Linked DNA regions of Zea mays: regions 1 and 3 are each linked to region 2. A link is a contact called in public Hi-C data. All regions are on one chromosome and are shown on one strand. The core of a region is the stretch at or near the end of the contact, and the rest is flanking DNA. Distances in the headings are between cores, read along the strand shown. Region 1 holds the start of LOC103653829. Region 2 holds the start of LOC100383723. Region 3 holds the start of LOC100276558.

Evidence for each region. A called contact is a pair of places that touch in the nucleus more often than the background predicts.
Region 1: a contact with region 2 is called in a Hi-C map of tassel, with 3 times the contacts expected there. The contact joins the promoter of LOC103653829 here to the promoter of LOC100383723 in region 2. A contact is called at or near these places in 3 of 25 Hi-C or Micro-C datasets (bundle sheath, endosperm and tassel).
Region 3: a contact with region 2 is called in a Hi-C map of ear, with 2.4 times the contacts expected there. The contact joins the promoter of LOC100276558 here to the promoter of LOC100383723 in region 2. A contact is called at or near these places in 2 of 25 Hi-C or Micro-C datasets (ear and tassel).

What each region holds. Positions count from the first base shown.
Region 1 is chr4:151,336,632-151,341,674 of Zm-B73-REFERENCE-NAM-5.0, forward strand. LOC103653829 reads right to left here and starts at 1,418. Exons shown (of 2, transcript XM_008680635.3): 1 at 245-1,418; 2 at 1-143. The coding sequence starts at 1,192.
Region 2 is chr4:151,890,445-151,895,088 of Zm-B73-REFERENCE-NAM-5.0, forward strand. It overlaps LOC100383723, which reads left to right and starts at 2,992. Exons shown (of 16, transcript NM_001321632.1): 1 at 2,992-3,772. The coding sequence starts at 3,494.
Region 3 is chr4:151,257,567-151,262,451 of Zm-B73-REFERENCE-NAM-5.0, forward strand. It overlaps LOC100276558, which reads right to left and starts at 2,937. Exons shown (of 6, transcript NM_001150318.2): 1 at 2,761-2,937; 2 at 2,475-2,634; 3 at 1,642-1,661; 4 at 1,157-1,500; 5 at 891-1,039; 6 at 1-104. The coding sequence starts at 2,806. The coding sequence ends at 5. It also overlaps the pseudogene LOC118477077.

The DNA of each region.
Region 1 (5,043 bases), core at 168-2,667, 560 kb before region 2:
GTCGTCTTCGACGACGTCTTGGACGAGTGCGCTCTCGTCTCTGACGCTTCTGTGATCTCCAGCTTTTCTTTCACCGCCGTCGGCTCCTTCCCACGCCCCGTAGCCTTCCTGGGCGTCGCGGCGACGGCAGTCTCAGCAGATTTCTGAAGTCGGAGCAGAAGTTTGAGCCTCGCGAGTGGTACGGTAGAACTTGCACTAACCGGAGCAAAATTCAATTCGAGTTTTGTCTGGCTGATTTTTTTACCTTGTGCGGCCTGGCACCGTGGTTGCTGCTGTTACGGAGAGCGTTGTCGTCGAGCTCGGCCATGGGGCAGCGCCTGTACGGGGACTGCTCGTTCTTCCTGGACGAGCTCCGGCTGAGCACCGGCGCCGGCCCCGCCGCCGGTCCGCAAGCTCCAGCATTCTCGTTCCCCGTCCCCGCTGCCATCCTCGCGGGAGAGCTCGACCTCGGAGACGCGCACCGCTTCCCAGACGCGGCCACGGGCGACGGCGCGCGCCCCTTCTCCCTGGCGGGCACGGACACCATCTTCCCCGGCTGCTGCCTGGCGCGGTCCCCGCCGCCGGATCCCGCAGAGGTAGCAGCGCCATCAGCGCGTCTCCCGGGCGACCGGCTGGCCCTCCGGCTCCCGGCGCCGGCGCCGCTCCTCTCCCGGCTTCCCGACCGCTTGCGCTGCGGCGAGCCTCGGTGCGGCGACGGCCTGCTGCTGGACACGGGCGCCGCGCGCCCCTGCCTCTCCCAGTCGCACTCCTCGTCCGCGCCGCCGTCCTGGTCGAAGTCGTAGCTGCGCTTGGACCCCGAGCGCCTCCTGCGGTGCCCGCCGCCGCACGCTGCCGTGTCGCCGGTCGACGCCGCCCTTCCGGCCCCGGACGAGCTCCGGCTGAGCCGGCCGCACTGGATGAGGATCGCGTCCACCTCCTCCTTGGTGCAGCTGGACGTGCGCACCGGCGCCGACGGCACCAGCACTACCGGCAGCTGCTTCTCGGCCGCCGGCCCTTGCGATCCCGACCGCCTCCTCTTCTCCTCCCCGGGCACCGCGGCGTCCTTGGCGGACACCGCAGCCTTGTTCGCCGCCGCCGCCGCCGCTCTCTTGGGCTGCTGCGCCGGACTCTTCTTGGCCTTGTCGTCGGAGACCGCGGCGGCGACCTTTCCCGGCTTGGCCGGTGGCTTCTTCTTGCTGAAGCAGAGGCCCATGGTGGGTTCTGGTGGCAGGAGGAGCTACGGTACGGACTGCGACTCTGCGACTGGGAGTGGAGTGGAGTGAAGGAAAGAGTCCGTTGGACTGTGACTTGGTGCGCTGGTGACTTGGGTGGTATATAAGCACGCGTGGGGAGGTGCGCTTAGGCGAAATAATTTTTGTGTCAGCGTGCGTCGTGCTCTGTGTTAGTTAGTGCTCCGTAACCCGTACCGCGCGCCTGTGATGAGAGCAAACGCAAAGCGGATGCTGATGCGAGAGCGAGACGGGGATTTGAAATCCTCTCTTGTGCGGATCGGATGGATGACCTCGAGGCTCGTGCGCGCACGCACGAACGAACGTGGGGGACGTTGGCGGCTCACGGTGCTGCCGTGGACCGACGGGCGGGGACGGAAGGATGCATCGCCTCGGTCAGTGTGGTCTACGAGGAATACGTCCACAGGAGTTGGACCCGGGGGGCTCGGTGGGGTCGCTATCCGTTACAACATCGCGGGGCCTGGGCCTTGATTATTTCATCATCTCGTCTTAAAAAAAAAACGGGACCAGCACCAGCCGTCACCAGACACGCGTGTATTGCTAAGCTAGGTGATGAACTTTGGTCTGGTACTGTGCTCTGTTAATAATCGTCATTGTGACGGGTAACGCACGGTGAAAGCCAATCGCACGCGAGGGAGTTTGCGAGATCGGACGGAGGACAGTTTTGCTTTGCAGGCCCCAGGGCTGGTTACGCTACGCACGAGCCCACGAGCAGTGTTTCTGCAGTTGTGTCGACACTGCCTCTGTTTTGCGTTTCAATGCGTGCTGCCGATCCCTGAATGGTTCAAATGCAAGGCACGTTTGGTTTGAATCTGGGCCACCTCGAGCTGGTGCGTGCGCGAGCGGCGGAGCCTCGCCCAACAAACAACGGCCAACGCCCAACGGCTACGAGCGGTCAGGGCGGAGGGAGGGAGATGCCGATGCGACCGGACCGGATTCCTTTTGCCGTGCTGGACGCCCGCGACAGAGCGCTGACCGTTGCGTGCGGTCTCGCGTCCTTTTCACCGTCTCTAGTGCCTTTTGAACCCGAGCCGACCGTTGGAGGGGCGAAGCGTGCGTGCGTGGCACGCGGATCCTCCTCCTCGGCTTCTCGCCATCGGATTCGCGCGGCGCGCTCTCGGCTCTCCCGTTGTGCGGATTGGCAGGCAGCCAGGCAGCTCGGACGGATCGGCCCTACGTATACGTAGGGATGAAAACGGTCGGTAAACACTAAAATCATTACCGTTTTCATATTTTTTATCGGAAACAAAATCGAAAACGGTAACTCCGGAAACGGAAACGATATCGGTATTTCGGAAACATCGGAAACGAAAGTTCGGTGCGGAAAATACACCGGTAACGGTCGAAATCTAAAATATGATCGGTAAACATATCAAACTTCACAATAAAACAAAATTGACAAAACATCACAAATACCACAAGTTCACAATTCATGATATAACAAGTTCACAAGGATCACAAATTTATAATATAAAAAGTTTACAAAGATCAGAAGTTCACAATATAACAAGTTCACAGTATAACAAGTTCATAAAGATCACAAGTTAACATATTCAAAGTTCACAATTCACAATATCCACTCGATTTAGTTGACATGACATACTTACTCATGAAATATTTTTTCCTTACATAAAAGGTTTTTTCACAGCCTCACAGGAAAATCCTAAAATCTAGTGTGTGGAAAAGACAGACTGTCGGCTCTCTATCGTTATATATTACTAATACATAACATGTGCATAGAAAATGGTGGATTCGTTCGAGAGACCAAATCGTTAATCTCAACTGCCTTCCAACACCATCTAACCCAAAAAAATCTTAAAGCGTCCAAAAAATACAAAATAAGTAATCCTTATCCAGAGATGTACATGCGATGCGAAAAAAATCACATGCTGGAAAATTCCGAAAAAAATTCCGAAAAAATTCCGAGACACAATTCCGGAAATTTCCGAGACATAAATCCGGTAATTTCCGACAAAAACCGGTAACCGATGGAAACGGTCGGTAAAACACCACGCCGATTCCGATACCGATTCCGATAGAAAATTCCGAAAACCGATTCCGTTTTCGAAAAATACCATTACCGATGAATCCGATCGAAAAATTTCGAAATCGGTTTCCGGAATTCCGAAAAATTCCGAAACCGTTTTCATCCCTACGTATACGTTGGTTTATCCGTCCACAAGATACGGGGGAGGAGTTCGGACTGAATTTTTTGTATTTTAGCCATTTTTCGGAAAAAAATTCACGTTTAGATCTTAAAAAATTTTAATGTCATTTTTGGACCCTTTGCTCGGCGCCATAGCCTATGGCGTCGAAGTAACACAGCTCGGCGCCATAGGCTATGACGCCGAGGTCGTGTTGCGTTGGCACAACCCAGACGCGTGGCAGATCTTGGCGCCGAGCTCGGTTGTGTTATTAACATATTTGTTGCAGACATGAGCACAAAGCCTATCTAGCCCACTTGGTGGAGCACAAGGCTTCTAACCTTGTGATCATGGGTTCAAACCCCACTATTTGCATTTTTATTTGCTTTTTTTTGTTTATGTCGCTGGTGTGTCGGTTCAAATTTATTTCTCACCTAGATTTTTTTATCTAGCCACTACTCATTTTTTTAAAATAATTCATTAGGTATATTTTTTTTGTCTTGGGGCTTTTGCAGATCTTATTCTTAATATAATGCCTTACAGGTCGAGTTTTTTTAAGATAGGGGCATTTCACAGCTGGAGCATGTATTCATCAGAGAAAGCAGGTAATCGAAAAACTAGATTTATTTTGTGATGCAATGTTGTCGAGTTATGGTGGCCTAATTATTTTTGTGACTGATGATTCCCTGTACTGCTTAGTGTCTTGCTGCGAGAAAAACCAGTGGTGATATGGTACATAATTTCCTTGTTTTGTCGAATGTAGGACAAAGGACGACTATTGGAGTTGGCGTTGGTCGTGCTGTTGCAATGCATTCTCAGGTAATAACAATCTTTTTTTTATTTTCTCAGTATGTTTTGGTCTTTGTATTTCTCTCTGTTTTCAGAGTTCAAATGTTGTTCAATGTAGCAGTAATCCTTACACCTTGGAAGGGACAGATGGCTAGAAATTTTTAGCAAAACTTCAGTGTAAGTATAGGTAAATTATATAAGCTGAACTGACTTCAGTGACAAAACAAAGATAAAAAAAAATCTAGGCGAGAAATAAATTTGAGCGGACACACCAACGACATAAACAAAAAAACAAATAAAAATGCAAACTATGGGGCTTGAACCCACGACCACATGGTTAGAAGCCTTGTGCTCTACCAAATGGGCTAGATGGGCTTTGTGCTCATGTCTGCAACAAATATTGTAATAACACAACCAAGCTCGGCGCCAAGATCTGTGGCGCCGAGCTCGGTTCCACGTCGACGCCACGGCGTCCGGGTTGTGCCGACGCATCACGTACCTCGGCGCCATAGGCTATGGCGCCGAGCAAAGGGTCCAAAAATGCTATTAAAATTTTTTAGGGTCCAAACGTGTTCTTTTTTCCGAAAAATGGTCAAAATACAAAAAATTCGGGAGTTCGGACGGATCGGCCTGGCCTTCACGTGATCAGCTCGTCGCGTCGTCATCCAGATCCAATCAGGCTGCGAAATACTACCCAAATTGACTCTCAGTTCCCCAGCGGCTACTCCCTGCCACCCAGATTAAAAAAAAAACTGGAGAGCTTTTGTGTTTTGTTTCGTCAAAGGGTCAAAACTGAAAACGCGAAGCAGAAAGGAGGGAAGGGGGAGGCGTGCTGTTTTTCTTTACGGATCAACGGCCAGCGAGGAGCGAAAAAGGCTGGC
Region 2 (4,644 bases), core at 1,742-4,241:
TGTGCCACCGGACTGTCTGGTGAGCCAGCGGAGCAACGGCTCTCTGCGTGCCAATGGTCGACTGTGCAGAGCTACAGTGCACTACAGTGCCGCGGCAGAAGTCAGAGGGCACCGGACTGTCTGATGCACCTAGAAGACAAACGTCTCCAACGGTCAACTGCTCCGAACCCTAATAGTTGCGCTGACGTGGCGTGCACCGGACAGTGCACAGTGACTGTCCGGTGCGCTCATCGCCAGCAGCCTTTGCCAATGGGGACTAGGTTCTTTGGAACCGAACCTCGATAAAACAAATCACCGTGTCTACTCGCTTTGATTCTTGCTTGATTTGTTTTGCCCTCTTTCCTCTCTCTAACATTTCCTTGCTAGTATTAATTTGAGTTTGATCCTATACGTCATCCGCACTCTTTGAGCAACTCCTAGCAAGGAAAACAATCTTTCGGACTTGAATTTAATTCTAACGCTAACCCTGGCCTCTAGTGTGTGTTTAAGTTTATAAATTTCAGGTTTCACCTATTCACCCCCCTCTAGACGACTTTCAATGCTCTTGGCCTTTCTCCGTGCGTGCCAGAGAGGAGGACATGGTGGCGTCTACCATGCTTAGGTTATCTTGGCGATAAGGAGTTTAGGTCTGAGATATTGGACAACCAAGGCCCATAACATGGCAGCAGTCGGCATATGCAATAGAGTTGGTGGTGTTGTTGTGTCGCTCCGGTGGGTCCAAGGCTGGGAAGACACTCACATTCTCTTGCCCTTCTCGGATTGACGTCTGGTGCGGGTGCCTCTCGGTTTGGAGCTGCTCCGGCTGGGCTCCTTTCTCCGCTTTCATGCTCTCTCCCTATATATCTAGCGGTACACTACCTATGTCGCCTCCAGATACCTAGGTATTCGTTGTGTCCTTCTCCGGCAACGAACATACATGTCCGCCTCTTCCCTTCCCCTCCTGCTCTATGAAACCTTGAAAGTGGGAGAAACGAGAGATGAGGGTCTCTGATTTGCTGCATATGGTACCCGTGCGTTCATAAAAAAAATATTATGCGAAGAGCGGAGACAATCAATAAAAAATCTTGAGATCTTTTTGGTGGATAATTTATGTGGGTATCGCTGTGAGCCATCGCAAAGTACGGGTAACCGACTAGTATATATATAATTGAGTATTTGACGTATAAAATTATTATGCTGTTTTAGAGTTTATAAGATGACAAATGTAAAATATAGCCAAAAGCACTTACTTATTATTTGATATCATTAAAAACATCTTCTAATATTTTGTGATACAAAATCAACGATTATATTATTAGATCAACCTCATCCAATAATTTCTTTTCGACACATAGAATCGCCAAACCATTTAACCTCTCTTGAGTTATTGTTGACCTTAAATAGTTCACAAAAATATTTTAATTTTAAAAAGCTTCCATCCACCGATGCAACCATCATGTGTATAGTAAATAATACTCTCTCTATATCAAAATAGAATTCGTTTTGCTTCTTCAGTGGATTCATCATCATCTAGTTGAATATAAACATAAAAATCAAGAGATAAAACAAATACTATTTTAGAACGGATGGAGTATTCGATAAGTAATTGAGACATTAGTTTAACAATCTAAACGAGACTGGTCGATAGCACATCGCTCTTTACGTATGTGTCTAGGATAGATAGATTTAACAAAAAAAAGTGCTAGCATCCCGTGGCTAGGGAGGAGGCCTCTGTTTTTGGGGGCCGGTGCGGCCACACCCTCTGTACCCCTCAGGTACGACCCTGTTAATGCAAATGGTCTTAGAAAATCTTTTATTATGTGATTAAAACATCTATTTTTTGGATAACCACTTAGCAAGAATTATGGAGAAAAAACGATCGATCTCTCTCATTCTCTAGTAACATTGCTTTGTAAAAAAGCGGTCAAACACCCTCCCGCCCACCACACGTTCCTAGAACTAAACTATTTTGCCATGGAGGAGGCGTAAATGAAAAATTAGAAGAAAAAATCTACAACTGTCAAGTTTTTCATACCGCCATTGTATAATTAAACTATTTCGAATTTCAAAGAGTATTTCAGATATACTTAATTATTTATTTTACTGATATATAAAATTTAGGTTCTAATTTATCTTATTTACTAAGATATAAAAAATTAGACTGTTTGTACCTTTTAACACAAAACGAATTAAAATTTAAATTTAATATATTAATGGAGTAAATAATAAATTTATAAAATATTATTTTTACAACTTCAATAATTTAATTACATGATTATTATAAAAGTGATTATAGTACAATTTTTATTAATACAAAATAAAAAATGTAAAAACACACATAAATTTATAATACTAACTATGTCCTAAAATATTTGTCACTCAGTTAATTTATTTTAAAATGCGATAAATAAAAAAAGCACGGCGACAGCAGTTGCCAGGCGATAATACAAACGGAGCAAGCTATCCGGCTAGGACTAGGCGTTTGGTACTTCGGTTCGGTTTCTCGGTTCTTCAAAAACTAGAACCGAAATAAAAAGATAAAGAAACCAGAACCGACTAGTTCGATTCTCGGTTCTTCGGTTTGGTTCCTCGGTTCTAACCGAACTGTACAATCACTCTAAAATTCTGAATAACGACAACTTTTATGAGAAATTTCAGCAACATCTTCCCACAAACAACCACAAGTGCACAATGACCATAATTTCATAGATAATACATGGATGATTAGAGGTTCAACATAAGTCGATAAAACAACATCCGAAGTTACAAACACATGTAACAAATTGAATCTAATACTTTTGGTTTTTCGGTTCTTTGGAGTGCAGAACCGAAAATATCTCATTTATTTTGGTTCTCAAAAGACCAGAACCGAATTTCATAACAGTTCCTTCGGTTCGATTAGTTCAGTTTCGGTTCTCGGTTATTTCGGTTCGGTTCCTCAGTTCCGGTTCTTTTTGCCCATGCCTATATCCGGCTATCCCTATCCGCCCACGCCCTCTCCCGTGCCTGCCGCAACCCCCATGCCCCATCCCCCTCCACCTGCCAAAATAAATCCATGCGCTCTCCAGCTCGGTGCTGCAATCCCATCAAAAGCTAGGGTTTCACGCCTCTCCCGACTTCACAGTTCACATTCCTCTCCTCCCCTTCCCACCTCCCCAACTCGGCCGCCGTAGACGCGGTGGCGCACGAACTGCCCTAGATTTGAGCGAGCCACCCTGCGAATCTTCACCTGACGCACAAAGTCTGTCAGAGACAGTGAAGAATTCGAACACGATCTTAAACATCGTTGATTAAGACCACACACAAACACATCTACCTGGCTTCCCCCCTATCAGTTGTTTTTGTGTGTTTTTTTTTGCTGTTTCGGACGATTCATAAGAACCGACCTGCAAGGCTTGCAGATCTACCTTGAGAACCAGGGCCCTTGTTTTGGACGTCCAGAACGAACCCTTGACCCTGCGGATCTGCTTGATCCGTTTTGGATCTGCTTGTTTTTTTGCTGGATCTGGAGAGAATGTTCAAGTCGATGGTTTATTACGTGAACACCTCAATCGGAGAGGTGGAGGTGTGGCCCAAGGGCGAGGCGAGCGCGGGCCTGACCATGGCGGCGTGGGCGCGAGAAATCCGCGTTGAACGCATTTCCCCGCCCAGCGAGCGGTGCCCTCCGCTGGCCGTCATGCACACCGTGGCCGTCGGCGCCCGATGCCTCGTCATGGAGTCCAGGCCGCCCGTTGTCGCCGACGTTGTGCCGCCTCTCGTCGTCATGCACACCGCTTGCCTCAGGGAGAACAAGGTATATACAGATTATTCCTGACATAAAAAGAGGTTCACATCCATCGTAAAAAAAGAGAGAATAATCAAAACACATGAAAGGACATACGAGATTTTACATGTCAGAAATTTTACATGATGGACGCTTTGATGGAAGGAATTTTTTAATTCTTATTACATGGACAAGCTTACCAGGACATAATTAGTTCTTACATAGGATTTGAATAATTCTGTAATTCTGTTAATCTTGCTTGAACGGTCACTGGACAAGGATTTTTGGCAGGATGTCAACGGTGGCTAAGAATGCACTGATATCTTTGAACTCATTCCTAACTCCACAATCAACCAAACTACAGAATTTTTAACTTCACTGAGGCTAGTTTGAAGGGCTTCAGAAACAGAGATTTAAGTTTCACAATTTGGATGTCTGAATGACATGTATTGGTGCTTTGGAACTGGGACACACATCTAATAGCTTGTGAAAATATGACATTTATGTGGTACTTGTGGACTTTGAATCACTGGATGTAGTGTTAGTTGAGATAACGTTGTACATCACACTAATATGATTTGAATTTTGATTCCTAATTTCTGATAATGAGCTGAACATTAAAACGTATAATATGGAATGCCTAGGTCTGTCACATGAAGTTGCTACCACTCAAGTGCTTCTCTATTAGGTTTGACTAAATATACAAACATGTGCAAATGTTTTTTTTCATGGCAATCCTGTAAGTCAAAGTCCCTTTGCTTTGGTATCGACATTTCCATATTCAATATTAAACTTTATCTGATTTTAGAATTCAGGATATGATGAAGTGATAGCCAATTCAGATTTTGCATTTTTTTGACCAAAGTTTTTTCCTTCAACTGGTTCTCCATGCCTTGATGTCC
Region 3 (4,885 bases), core at 1,687-4,186, 630 kb before region 2:
AGATTTACATATTTTTCCAGAAGTTTCTGATGCCATAAGCAAAAGATCTCAGGCTGCCCAAAAGACCCGTGTTCGCGGATTCCTCAAGCTTTGGGTTGTCTCCCCTGCATAACACGACATACAAGATTACCATGAAGTCCAAAAATGACACTTTAAAAGCAACACGTTTGCACTTTTTCCAGCTATGCATCACATGGAACAAAAGAAAACAGCTTAGGTTCCATATAATATCTATGACACTGCATACAGGGAACGAAATATGTCCTTTATGAACTATGATGAACTGGGCAGGATGTGTTAAGTGTTAGTTATCTTAGAGAATAGAGCAGCTCGACAAAACAATATTGGCTGTGCATTCTAATACAAGGCTTTCCTAGTTCCTGGTCACCACCTGAATTCTGAGTAAAGCCAGCCAGAAACTAACCGGTTCAGTCTTTCTTGTAAAATCTACCAAGTCACAAGGTTCACTATGTTGCATAGAACTGTCCTCTCAAATATCAGAATTGAAGTGACTCCACAATGACTAGGAATAAATTGGTTGAACCAGTCATTGGCACAAATTGATGGAATTTAAGTTCTGTTTGGCAAAGCTATATTTCCAGGGAATCCAGGAACTACGTGTCAGTTGACCAGTTAGTTAATAGCAATTCTCTACCTAAGTCTAAGGGAAAATTCATCTTCCACAGCCTGAATTAACCAATTGTACACACTAAGTGGCAGAAGCAGTCCTCTTGCCAAGTCCAAGTAGTTGATCATAACAAAAGAACTAAACCATACAGGGCATAACAACTTTTAGCATACTATAAATCTTATCAATTAATTTCAACATGATGGTTCTAATGACACTGAAACAAAAGCATTTTGCACGTAAAAGCCCAATAGGGCAATACCTGGCATGTGTCTTTGCCTCATTCACCGTATCACTTCCACTTTGATCTGATGCGTTTGAATCATTTGCATTCAGATTTTTTTCGAAATTCTTCAAATCAAATTTGTTAGCTTCTATTTCTCTTTGCTGATTTCCAGGATCTGGTTTGTCCTGCACATGCACGATGATCTTAAGACATATGTCCATTTTTATTTTTATTTTTGCTAAGCACAAAAATAACCATCTCAAGAGAATATTTTGGCTTCATACAGTTAGGTCCTTCATTACCTCACTCTCTGTTTGGTCAGATAAAATTCCCTCATTCTCTGTTAGATCAGATAAAGCTGGGGCATCTGCAGTCTTACAGGTTTCTGAAGTGTCCATATCATGTCGAGCAGTCTTTCCACTGTCATCCTTAGGTCTTGAGTGCTCAGGAAAGTGAAACGTTCCTTGACACTGAGCCACCTTACCTTCATCTTTAGATAAGAAGTGCTCAAAAACTTCAGCTGTTCCTTGAGGTTGAGCCACTTCAGCATCATCCTTGGCCATGGAGTGCTCAGAAACTTCTAGTATTCCTTGACTTTCAACCACTCTAGCTTCATCCTTAGGCATGGGGTGTTCAGTGACTTCAACTGTTGTTTGAAGTGGAGCTGCCTTAGCATTACCCAGTGGTAATTTTGCATGATTATATTTCATTTCTTGAAGTAACTCACGCACTGCATAGTAACCACCTCCAATTTGCTGACAGATATTTTTTACAGTAGGAAACTTGCCTTCGTTTGAAGCCCTATAACTGCACTAAATAGAAACACAAGGTTTAAGAGTCACACGAATAACTAACTAACCAGGAAAAAACGCTAACCAGGAAAAAAAAACGTTTTTATAACTCCTAGACATAGTTACCAATCTTTATCAGAAACCTACAGATGTGAATGAGTTCTGCCACATTTCTAATTTCTAAATCTCAAATGTCAACCTTAATGCTGCTTCTGCTTAAAAAAAGCAGAAACCGAACCAAAAGGGTTCAGCTTTTCTGCAGCTACTTTGAAAAGACAACTTTTCTGTAGTACACATTTGAAAGTCGCTTGGACTCTGCTTTTACTGCTTATCCAAGTTCGCTATATTAATAAGCAGAGCAGATGTAGCAAATAGAAACTAAAATATGATTAAAAACAATTAAGTTATAATAAATAAGATAAAAAATATTTTTAATAAAAAGATGAAAAATGGAATTGTAAAATTGATTTATTTGTAAAACAATCATGAACACAAATGTGAAATAGGTTTTAATTAAATATATTGATTAAGAAATATAGTTAAACAAATTGCATATAAACAATATACATTTTGTTTACAGTGGAGAACTAACAACAGTTTGAACCAAACGAGTTTCAGCTTTATTTGCTCACAACAGTTTTTTCACAGCAGACAACTCACAGCTATGTTTTCATAGTTCACAGCCCAACCAAACGCACACTAAGTGTCTATTACTAAGCTCGAGAGCCAAACAGAAGTGCTAATAAGCCGAAAGCTACACAATTGCTACCTATGACCCAAAAAGATAAACTCTACAACCAGAAAATACAGTGAAAAAAAAGTAACCTACTTCTCAACAAATTCCACTATTCGAACCCTCCGCTCCTGCTTTGTAATCCTCTTCAGCCCCTTCGGTGGCGGCTCCTGCGCAGGCAGCGGCGCCGCATGCGCCTTCCCTCGGGAGGTCCGATAGCACGACCGTGGGGGCGCGATAGAGACACCCGCGATCACTGGAAAGAGGGAACATATTAGGCAAATAATATCACATCAATGTCTGCACCGCGGCCAAAACCCAGAGCTTGGATCGAACACGGGAGGCGCGGGGCGAAATAGGCTTGATTACTAGCTTTACTCACCTTTCCTGGAGGCCACGGAGTAGGAGAGGCGCGCGGATGCCTGCATCGCGGAGCGCAATGGCAAATTGCGGAGGGGAGGCGGGCGCCCTAGGGTTTCATGCCATGTCTGACTGGACGAGGCGAGCGAGGTTTTAGCTTGACTGAGAAGGCGAAGAAGGGAGACGGAACTGCCGGGCGGCGGCGGCTGGGTGTTGAGGCCGTGGCCCAACCAAGAATAAGGGCTCTGCATTCCCCCCAAAAACAAAGATTACCGAAGATGCACGGCCCATTGAGTTAAGCAGTCGACTTCGCCCGGGCCAGAGGTAGTCCTTTTCATACTAGAGCATCTCTAATTGAAAAACAACCGTCCAACCGAGCCCTATCAACTCACCCGATTTTGAGAAATTTGTGATTTTGCCACTCTCAATTTTGGTTGTCTGTTATTATGCTATCTCGTGTCTATAACTGGTAGGACCATCTATGTCTATAATTTATAGGTCCGATGACATACTGGCGAATACCGTAAATCATAGTAGCAAAATTGCCAATGTCTCCCCGATTTTCCCGCAAGCCAAAAATTTGTGCTCTAGTGCGAAAATTTGCCAACGTTTCTTCTCCCAATCCGTCGCCCGCTCGGCCACACGGAGCACCTCACCAGCTCCCTCCCTGGCCGGCGACCTGAGCGCCGCCCGCTCATAGGCGCATCCCGTTTGGGCTCTCCCGCGTCACCACCACAGGCGGGGCGACACGTCGTGTCAGCATCCCAAAGAAGTCGTGCGTCTGAGAAGCAGAAGCCAACGGCAGATGCTACTGATCTAGTGCTAGATCGCTGCAACAAAAGCCCAATGCTATATTCCTAGGAGAAGATTAGGTGGCATAATGGGTCGTGGGCTTTGTAATAGCTGATACTTAAACGTTGTGAACAGTGAACGGTGAGAATTATGCTGAGAAATATATCGACAACTATCTTCTCCCCGTATTCCATCCCCTTCTTTCTCCAAAACCATTCTTCTGCTGATTTCCCTCATTATCCAGATCCGGTGCTTGTGGGAGCCTAACAATTGGTATCGGAGACACCGATCTAGGGCTGGCGCACGCCTACTACACGCGCCGCGCGAAGGACTCCGGATCCATGGAGCTCAACCTGAAGATGGCGATCCAGGAATAGTCCAAGCTTCTCCGAGACATCTGTGACCGCCTATCTGCGTAGGACGCACGCTAGTCCACACTCGAGTCCACCGTCGCTCGGAACTCCACGTCCCTACAACATCTGGAGGCCAGTCTCGCCGTCACGAGCCCAGCGTCGATCCGCGCGGATCTCGACGCCCAAGTCGCCGCGACGACCGAGCGCATAGATGACATCGAGGTGGTGCCTCCAACGCGACTCGGGGCCCTAGCATCGGTTTCTGCAACCTTCGAGTCATGGCGGCCCTTCGTCGAGGCTTCGGTCGATGAGATCCACAACTATGTCGATCTACTCCGCGATGAGGTGAAAGGGAATTAGGCGTACACCTATTTCCTAATTGATTTTGGTGGTTGAATTGCCCAACACAAATTATTGGACTGACTAGTTTGCTCTAGATTATATGTTCTACAGGTGCCAAAGGTTCATCTACAACTATACTAAATCGACTGTCCGGAATACCGTAGATTATTCTGGACAGGAGAAGCTTTTTGGAAAAACAGGCCAAGCGCGGACCGTCCGGGCCCTTGCGGCGGACCGTCCGCGACACCAGGATAATCTTCGGACAGAACCAATGCAAAAATCCGAGTCTGCACTATGGACCGTCCGGAGGATAAGCGCGGACCGTCTGAGACCTCGCTCGGACCGTCCGGCCTCAGGCGCGGACCGTCCGGCCTTAGGCGCGGACCGTCCGGTAGGCAAGGATCCGAAAAACCCGAAGGTGACGGGTTCGGAAGAATGAATTATAGCGGCCTCGCGGACCGTCCGGGGTGCACGACCGGACCGTCCGCGACTGGGTCTGTCTGACATCTGACGATGCATTAAATGCAATATAGCCGTTGATATAGCCGTTACTGCTGACTGTTGCATTTTTCAGCCGTTGATCTACAGGGGCGGACCGTCCGGACCTGGCGGGCGGACCGTCCGCGCTCAGCAGAATGGAGTAACGGCTAGGAAGTGGTT